Linked DNA regions of Sus scrofa: region 1 is linked to region 2. The links are chromatin contacts, called in public HiChIP or PLAC-seq maps. All regions are on one chromosome and are shown on one strand. Each heading gives the region's core, a stretch centred on a gene start, on an enhancer-like site or on the middle of the called end of the contact. The rest is flanking DNA. Distances are from core to core; before and after follow the strand shown. Region 1 overlaps SPHK2 (sphingosine kinase 2). Region 2 overlaps EHD2 (EH domain-containing protein 2).

Evidence for each region. HiChIP or PLAC-seq counts read pairs in DNA pulled down with a chosen protein or histone mark.
Region 1: an H3K27ac HiChIP or PLAC-seq map of skeletal muscle shows a contact between it and region 2. The contact joins two enhancer-like sites. A contact is called at or near these places in 2 of 2 datasets of contacts at active chromatin or transcription factors (alveolar macrophages and skeletal muscle).

Annotation. Positions count from the first base shown.
Region 1 is chr6:53,984,940-53,988,822 of Sscrofa11.1, forward strand. It overlaps SPHK2 (sphingosine kinase 2), which reads left to right. Exons shown (of 6, transcript XM_021094684.1): 6 at 217-1,840. The coding sequence ends at 1,309. DBP (D site-binding protein) reads right to left here. Exons shown (of 4, transcript XM_003127286.6): 4 at 2,016-2,515. The coding sequence ends at 2,300. Among named protein-coding and RNA genes, the nearest start is that of SPHK2, 4.0 kb to the left of the region's middle. Within about 2 kb of position 1,607, at least 60 of the 83 cell types and tissues checked have an H3K27ac peak or open chromatin away from gene starts, as enhancers often do. A contact at or near this core is called in alveolar macrophages and skeletal muscle, where this site is marked.
Region 2 is chr6:53,431,029-53,434,982 of Sscrofa11.1, forward strand. EHD2 (EH domain-containing protein 2) reads left to right here. Exons shown (of 6, transcript XM_003355959.4): 4 at 158-570. Among named protein-coding and RNA genes, the nearest start is that of EHD2, 9.5 kb to the left of the region's middle. Within about 2 kb of position 1,618, at least 43 of the 83 cell types and tissues checked have an H3K27ac peak or open chromatin away from gene starts, as enhancers often do. A contact at or near this core is called in alveolar macrophages and skeletal muscle, where this site is marked.

The DNA.
Region 1 (3,883 bases), core at 357-2,856, 550 kb after region 2:
TGAAAGAACTGACAGGGAACCTGGCCCAGTAAGAAGAGTCTGCCCAGAGCGGGCCAGAAGGCTGTGGGTGGGCGGGCCCTGGAACTCAGCCTCCTGATGTCTCCCCCCAGTGTCTGCTGCCCTGCCGATCCTCTGTTTCTCCTCCACCCGGCACTGTGTCTCACCCAGACCCTTTGACTCTTTCCCGCTGTTGTCTGTCCATGTCTGACTGTGAAGGTTTGAGCCGGCCCTGGGCATTGACCTGCTGCTCAACTGCTCTTTGCTGCTCTGCCGGGGTGGCGGCCGCCCACTGGACCTGCTCTCGGTGACGCTGGCCTCCGGCTCCCGCTGTTTCTCCTTCCTGTCTGTGGCATGGGGCTTCATATCAGACGTGGATATCCAGAGCGAGCGCTTCAGAGCCCTGGGCAGTGCTCGCTTCACACTGGGCACAGTGCTGGGACTGGCTACACTGCACACCTACCGCGGCCGCCTCTCCTACCTCCCTGCCACCGTGGAACCTGCCTCACCCACTCCTGCCCATGGTCTGCCACGTGCCAAGTCAGAGTTGACCCTGGCCCCGGCCCCAGCCCCACCCGTGGCCCACTCACCCCTGCATCGCTCTGTGTCTGACCTGCCCCTGCCCCTGCCCCTGCCTACCCTAACCTCTCCTGGCTCACCTGAACCCCTACCTGTCCTGTCCCTCAATGGTGGGTGCCCAGAGCTGGCTGGTGACTGGGGTGGGGCTGGGGATGCCCCGCTATCCCCAGATCCACTGCTGCCCTCGCCCCCTGGCTCCCCCAAGGCAGCTCAACTTTCACCCATCACCGAGGGGGCCCCAGAAATGCCAGCATCCTCTGAGCTCCTGCCTCCCACCCCTGATATCCCAGTAGCCATCTCCACTGGGGGCCCACCCGACCACCTGCTCCCTCCTCTGGGCACTCCACTACCCCCAGACTGGGTGACATTGGAGGGGGACTTTGTGCTTATGTTGGCCATCTCACCCAGTCACCTAGGGGCTGACCTGGTGGCAGCCCCCCACGCACGCTTTGACGACGGCTTGGTGCACCTGTGTTGGGTGCGCAGCGGCATCTCGCGGGCAGCACTGCTGCGCCTTTTTCTGGCCATGGAGCACGGCAGCCACTTCAGCCTGGGCTGTCCGCAGCTGGGCTATGCCGCGGCTCGTGCCTTCCGCCTCGAGCCTCTCACGCCCCGCGGCGTGCTGACAGTGGACGGGGAGCAGGTGGAGTATGGGCCATTGCAGGCGCAGATGCATCCGGGCCTTGGTACACTGCTCACTGGTCCTCCGGGGTGCCTTGGGCGGGAGCCCTGAACCCAACCAAGCCTGGAGTCCGCCAGGGGCGGGGCCTGAGTTGGGGGTGCGGCGTGGCTGCTACAGTCAGGACGGAGGCCGCACGGGTCCTGGCCCAGTCTCAGGATTGCGCCTTCCCCTAGGTGATAGGGGAGGGTGTCCCGAATTCCTGGGGGAGAGGATCCTGAAGAAATAGGCTCGCCCCAAGGGTAGTGCCTGATCGAGGGCGGAGCTCCTCGCGCGCTCTTAGGAGGCTAGGTCGGCTGAGGGCGGAGCCTGTCCTAAAAGTGGTCCAATGACGCGACCTAGAATGTATGGGCGGGAGGGTCTCGCCCTATCCACTGCGGTGCCTCCACTAAGCTGGCCAATCAGCCGAGGAGGGGCAGGTTCCCCGGGGCCGGCGCACCGACTTGCACTAATGTTCCTCTCCCCGCGGGTGGGGCGGGGAAGTTCGTGTCCCCTGTCTTCTGTCTCTTGTGCGTCCCCTGCTCCCAGTTGTCAAAGCAATTGAAAAGGTCTATGCAATAAAGGCAGTGGCTTCATCACTCTCAGGCCCTCGGCCTTTCCTCAATCTGGCAGCCCGTGGGATGGTTCAGACTTACGGCACTTCCAGCAGCTCCTGCCTTTTATGGACAGAAGCCCAGACCTGCCCATGAACTGCAGCCAGTGTGACCTGCTGGCCTTGAACGGAGGCCAGGGAGTTGCCTCCTCCCCCACGACAGCTGGCTCTAGGGTTCTCAAGATTTATTCAGGATCGTGTTAACGGAGGCGGTGGGAGGATGGGGTCCCCAACGTGCCAGGAGCACACACAGAGGACCCTCCCCGCCCCCGCGAGGGAGGGGGGAGGCTCGCTTTTTCTTAAAAATATAAATGTATTTATCTGCATCATTACGTCCCTGGGGCACCCAGCTGGCCAGCCCGTGGGCCACAGGGCGGGGAGGGAAGAGGGCGTCAGGGCTCAAGTCTGAGCAACAGGGAGGAGAGCTCCACCTGGTGGGGGTGGAGGCGGCCTCACAGGGCTCCGTGCTGGGCCTGGTAGCGGGACAGCACGGCGCGGTAGTGGGACAGCTCCTGGCGCACGGCCACCACCTCCTGCCGCAGCAGGGCATTCTCCTTTTCCAGGAAGGCCGCCCGCACAGATATCTGGTTCTCCTTGAGCCTCCGGGCATCGCGAGACCGCTTGGCTGCCTCGTTATTCTTGTACCGCCGGCTCCAATATTTCTCATCCTGGGAGGGTGGGAAAGCACTGAGGTCCGGAGGGGGGCCCAGCCCCGGCGGGGGAAATGAAGAACAGCTTTGCTCGTTTCTCCAAAGACCCGAACGCATCCAAGAGACCCCTGGGGCTGCTTCTCACCCAGCAATGGGCCTAAAGGATACCAGGTCTCCCCGAGATGGTACCCAAGGGTCTAGTCTTTTAGGGCCTTGTCGCAAAGGAGAGCAGGAGGCCCCCTAGCAATAGCTAAGGCATGAGATGGCCTCTCACCCCAGGCAACTGAGCTTCAGGTGCCCACGGAGCAAAGCAGTCCTAAGCTCTGTTCACTTGACAAATGGCCTGCAATTAGCTCCTGGTTTGCTAAGGGTGCTTGTTCCCTAGCAACAAGGCCTTCAGGGTCTGCGGGCTTCTCCCAACAAAAAGCACTGACCTATACATCACTTTTCCAGAACCTGGTTGCTAAGGAAAGCCTAGGCTTCCTAGTGATGGGGTCCAGTGTCCCCAAAAATCCTTCCAGGGCTAGGACTCTTTGACCGAGTTGCAACGGCAACCTCATCCTTCCTCAGCACACAAAAGTGAGGTCTAAGTGGTCCCAACCGTCACAGCCAGTCTCTGACTTTGAAGAGAGGCCAGGCAGCTGCCCAACAGTCCCTGGCTGCAAAGGGGTCTATCCTGAGAGCTCCCCACATCATTCTGTAGAGAGTTCTCCAGTCCTTCAATAACAAGGCCCATCTAGAGCTCCAAAAGATGCCCATCCAACCCCGTTTCATTAAAGCCTAGTCCCCGCTCACTAAGGTAAATCCAGTCCCTAGCAACAGGGCCCCGTGGCAGGAGAAGCTGCTAGTCTAGATTTGGTTTATAGGCCAGTACTCACTGCTTCAAGTAGTTGTCTTACATAAAAACATGGCAAAGTCTATGAGACAAGCCCAGGCACCTCTTGTTAGAGAAGAGAAGATCCCAGAAGTGGCAAAGGCAGAATGCTAGAGAGATATGGCCACTGAGAATGTGGCCCTGGCTGCTACTGAGAACCTGAGGCCTCTGACCAGTGAGCATTTCAGGCCCAGGAAACTAGGCCTAGAGGGCTGACAAAGTCTTCATCCTAGGCAGATGTAATTGCCCTGAAGGATGTCCCGAATCACAGATTAAACCCCCAGGTCAATTCCAGCCTGCGCAGAAGATGGCTCAGAAGAAACAGGCCGACTGCTCAGAGGAAACAGGCCGATACTGGACTCCTAAAGGATGCTGTCCTTAGTAACTGACGCTGGTAGACCCTGAAGCCTGCCCCACTGACAGTTTTTGGTCCACCTGATAGGGGAAGCTCCAAGCCTGTACAGTCCTTAGTCCAAGCAGGGCTGGCTGCATCTGGGTCCTACACAAATACA
Region 2 (3,954 bases), core at 368-2,867:
GAACTGTGGGGTTCTCTTGGGGCCTCGGCTGTTTCCCATAGACCGAAATTGCGATGGTTAACAACCTGCACATCCCTGCGGTCCAACATGAATCCAAAGGACTCCGGGGCTGACCTGTGCTCCTGACGCCCCTGTGCCCCCCGCCCCCCGCCCCCAGGCTACGACTTCCCGGCCGTGCTGCGCTGGTTCGCCGAGCGCGTGGACCTCATCATCCTGCTCTTCGATGCCCACAAGCTGGAGATCTCGGACGAGTTCTCCGAGGCCATCGGCGCCCTGCGTGGCCACGAGGACAAGATCCGCGTGGTGCTCAACAAGGCTGACATGGTGGAGACGCAGCAGCTGATGCGCGTCTACGGGGCGCTCATGTGGGCGCTGGGCAAGGTGGTGGGCACGCCTGAGGTGCTGCGCGTCTACATCGGTTCCTTCTGGTCCCAACCACTCCTGGTGCCCGACAACCGGCGCCTCTTCGAGCTGGAGGAGCAAGACCTCTTCCGAGACATCCAGGGCCTGCCGCGCCACGCCGCGCTGCGCAAGCTCAATGATCTGGTGAAGAGAGCCCGGCTGGTGCGGGTGAGCCGAGATGCGGGGCGGGCTGAGCGGGGATGGGGACGGGGAGGCAGAGGTGGTTCTTGCCCTTCCTCTGAACCGTGGCTGCTGGTCCTTGACCTCAGCTCTGAGAAGTTAGTTCTCTAATCCAGGAAAGTTCTCCTGGGAGTTCCCACTGTGGCTCAGCAGATCCTGACATGGGTTCCATCCCTGGTCTCGCTCAGTGGGTTAAGGTCCCGGCACTGCCTGCAAGCTGGGGCGTAGGTTGCAGATTGGGCTCGGATCTTGCCTTGCTGTGGCTGTGGTGTAGGCTGGCCGTTGCAGCTCCCATTTGACCCCTAGCCACTTCCATATGCCACAGGTGTGGCCGTAAAAAGGAAACAAAGACAGTTCTGCTGTGCTTGACCCTGTTGTGCTGGGTGGTGCTGAGGACATGGCAGTGATGAAGGCAATCCAGAGGAGAAGCCGGCTCCATCCCCAGACACTGGCCCTCCAGCATGGTCAGGGCTGAGCCTGTGGAGCCCAGGGGAAATCCGAAAGGGCTTCCTGGAGGAGAGGGCATCTGAGCTGCAAACTGGAGGATAAGGAGGATGAGGAGGGGAAGGGATTCTAAAAAGAGGGTCCAGCATGTGCAGGGACTGGAGATGAGAAACCTGGCCAGTTCGAGGAAGAGGAAAAATGTGCGTGTTGAAGCCAGTGTAGACTGTGGGAGGAACTGAATCTGAACCTGGGGAGGAGGTAGAGAGTCAGATCACCCAGGGCTGTGGCCTGGAACTTGTGCTTTGTCCTGAGGGCACTGGGGAGCCATGAAGGATTCAGAGCAGGAGAGGGGTGGGATCAAGGGCACAGGGAACAGGAGGAGCCTGGATCAGGACCCGGCCTCGGGGAAGGGGAGGAGAGCACTGGTTTAAGAGGCATTTGGGAGGCCCAGAGGAACATTCGCAGGGGCGGCTGCCCGCCAGGGTGGAGGTGGGGCAGGAAGCTGGGCAGGCGGGACGCTGGGAAGGTCGTGGGGGGTGGAGGAGCTTGAGGTGTTGGTTTAAGGAGCAGCAGAGAGGGGGTGAGTCAGAGCCCCCACCCCCACCCCAGGAATCCTCCGTGGGAGGGAGGGGTGGGAGGGAGGGGCCCAGCGTGGTCTGTTCCTGAAGCCTCCAGAATCCACCTTTCTCTCCTCCTCTGCCCAGGATTGTCTGAGACTCTCTCTCTCTATGTATATCTCCTCATTTCTACCTCTTTCTCAGTTTCCCTCTCTCTCTTTCCCTTTTTTCTTTTTCTTTTTTTGTCTTTTTAGGGCCGCACCCATGGCATATGGAGGTTCCCAGGCTAGGGGCCCAATGGGAGCTGTAGCCTTTGGCCTACACCACAGTCACAGCAACGTGGGATCAGAGCCGTGTCTGCGACCCACACCACAGCTCATGGCAACGCTGGATCCTTAACCCATTGAGCCAGGCCAGGGATCGAACCTGTGTCCTCATGGATGCTAGTCATCTTCGTTTCCCGCTGCGCCACGACGGAACTCCTGTTTTTCTGTTATTTCGTTTTGCCGTCTCCCTTCCCTCATTCATTCTCTTTTCCCTCTCCTGTCTCTCTCCATCCCTCCCTCTCAGCCCTCCTTCCCCTCTCCCCTCCCGCCCCGCAGTCTCCCCCTGGTTCACCCTTTTCCCCCGTGGACTCCAGCCCCCCAGCCCCCTCTAGGAAGCAGACAGCAGCGGGAACTCTCCAGCTCAGGGTCCGTGGGACCGAGGGGTGGGGTGGGGCCGGACACCTGGTGCCCCCACCAAGCAGGAGGCGGCTCCGGAAACCCAGACAAACCCCGGAGTCCGGGACCCGAGCCCCGGCCCAGCCCGCCCACCCACCTTATCTCTTCCTGGCACCTTCCCCTGCTTCCTCTCTGGAAAAGCCATTAGCGCCCTCCGCCTCCCTTCTTCTGGGTCCCCGAGGAGCCACCCTTCGGCCCCGCTCCCTGCCCCCATTGGCCCGCTCTCGCAGGCCCCACCCACCGGCCTGGCCACACCCCTGCTCTGATTGGCCCCTCAGATCTGCAGACGGCTCCTTTCCCTTCGGCCTGCTGATCCGTCTCTGGCTCCCCAGGGCCGCTCAGGACGCAGGGTCCACTGTGAGCAAGGCTCGCTGCCTTTTCCCTGCCCCGTGTCACCCGCACATATCCCCTTCTGACACGCTTGATGCAGCCACCAACCGACTGCCTACACCGTTTCCCTCCCCAGCCGCGCAAAGCCTGGGTTACCCCTGGTAACTACCCTGCGTCTCCCCCACCACACCGCCCCCGTGCCTCAGTTTCCCCGTATGTAACCACATAGGGTGTGGATGGGTCCTCGGGCTCTGCTCTTTGAAGTGACAGCTGCTGCTAGAAGGGGAGATTTCACTGAGCTGTGATGCCTGAGGCCAAGCTCCTGGGAGGTTCTGCTTCTAAAGAGGCCTGAACCTTCATACCGCGCTCTCTGAAGCGGCTCCATACCATTCATTCAACAGTTATTGAGTGCCTCCAGTGTGCTCCTGCACTGTTCTAGGCCACGGTATACAGTAGGGAACAAGCCAGATGAAGTTTCTTGTAGAAGTGTTTTTTAATGGGGAAGAGAAATATTAAACAAATTAACCTCTAACATTTTATTGCGTGTGATAAGGATTATGAAGAAAAATGAAGCAGAGGAGACACTGGCGAGGGACTATTTTAGAGATTAGGGACATCAGGGAGGGTGTCTTGGAGGAGGTGATGTTTGAGCAGAGACCTGAAGGAGGGGAAGGAGCAGAGCCGAGTGGAGATCTGGAGGAGACCAGACCAGGCAGAGAGAACAGCAAGTGCCAAGGTCCTGAGGCCAGGACATGCTTGGACAAGGAGCCCAGGGATGCTGGAGGAGGCAGGGTGGTGGAGATAGGAGGAGATGAGGATTCAGAGCCTGCCAGGTGCCACCAAACACTTAGCATTCTAAACCTATGACTCATTAAAAGCACTTTTTAAGAAGTGTTTTTAATCGAACATTTAAGACCATCTCAAGGGGAAGCATTCATGCTGTCAGCTGTGCTCTCTCCTTCCCGTGTCAGGTCCTCTTCCCTACAGGGAACCCTCATGAATAGTTTCTTGTGTCCTTTTCCAGATACATTCAATTTTTATTTAAGCATATCCATTAATTACTGAGCTTTCCATGGAAAAAAAAATAGGACGTGCTCATTTTTCTTCTCTCCTTGTTTGCTTTTTGATAACTTTGGAGATTGTGGCTCAAAGCTTCTCAGGTTCATCGGCTTATTCCACAAATATTTCTTGAGTATTTTCTCTGCACACTGTGAACAGAGGGAACAGACAAGGTTCCAGCCCTCCTGGAGCTCACACTCTGAGGGAAGGAAACGGAAGAGTAAAGTAACAGATAAATAAAATAATGATGAGCCGTGATA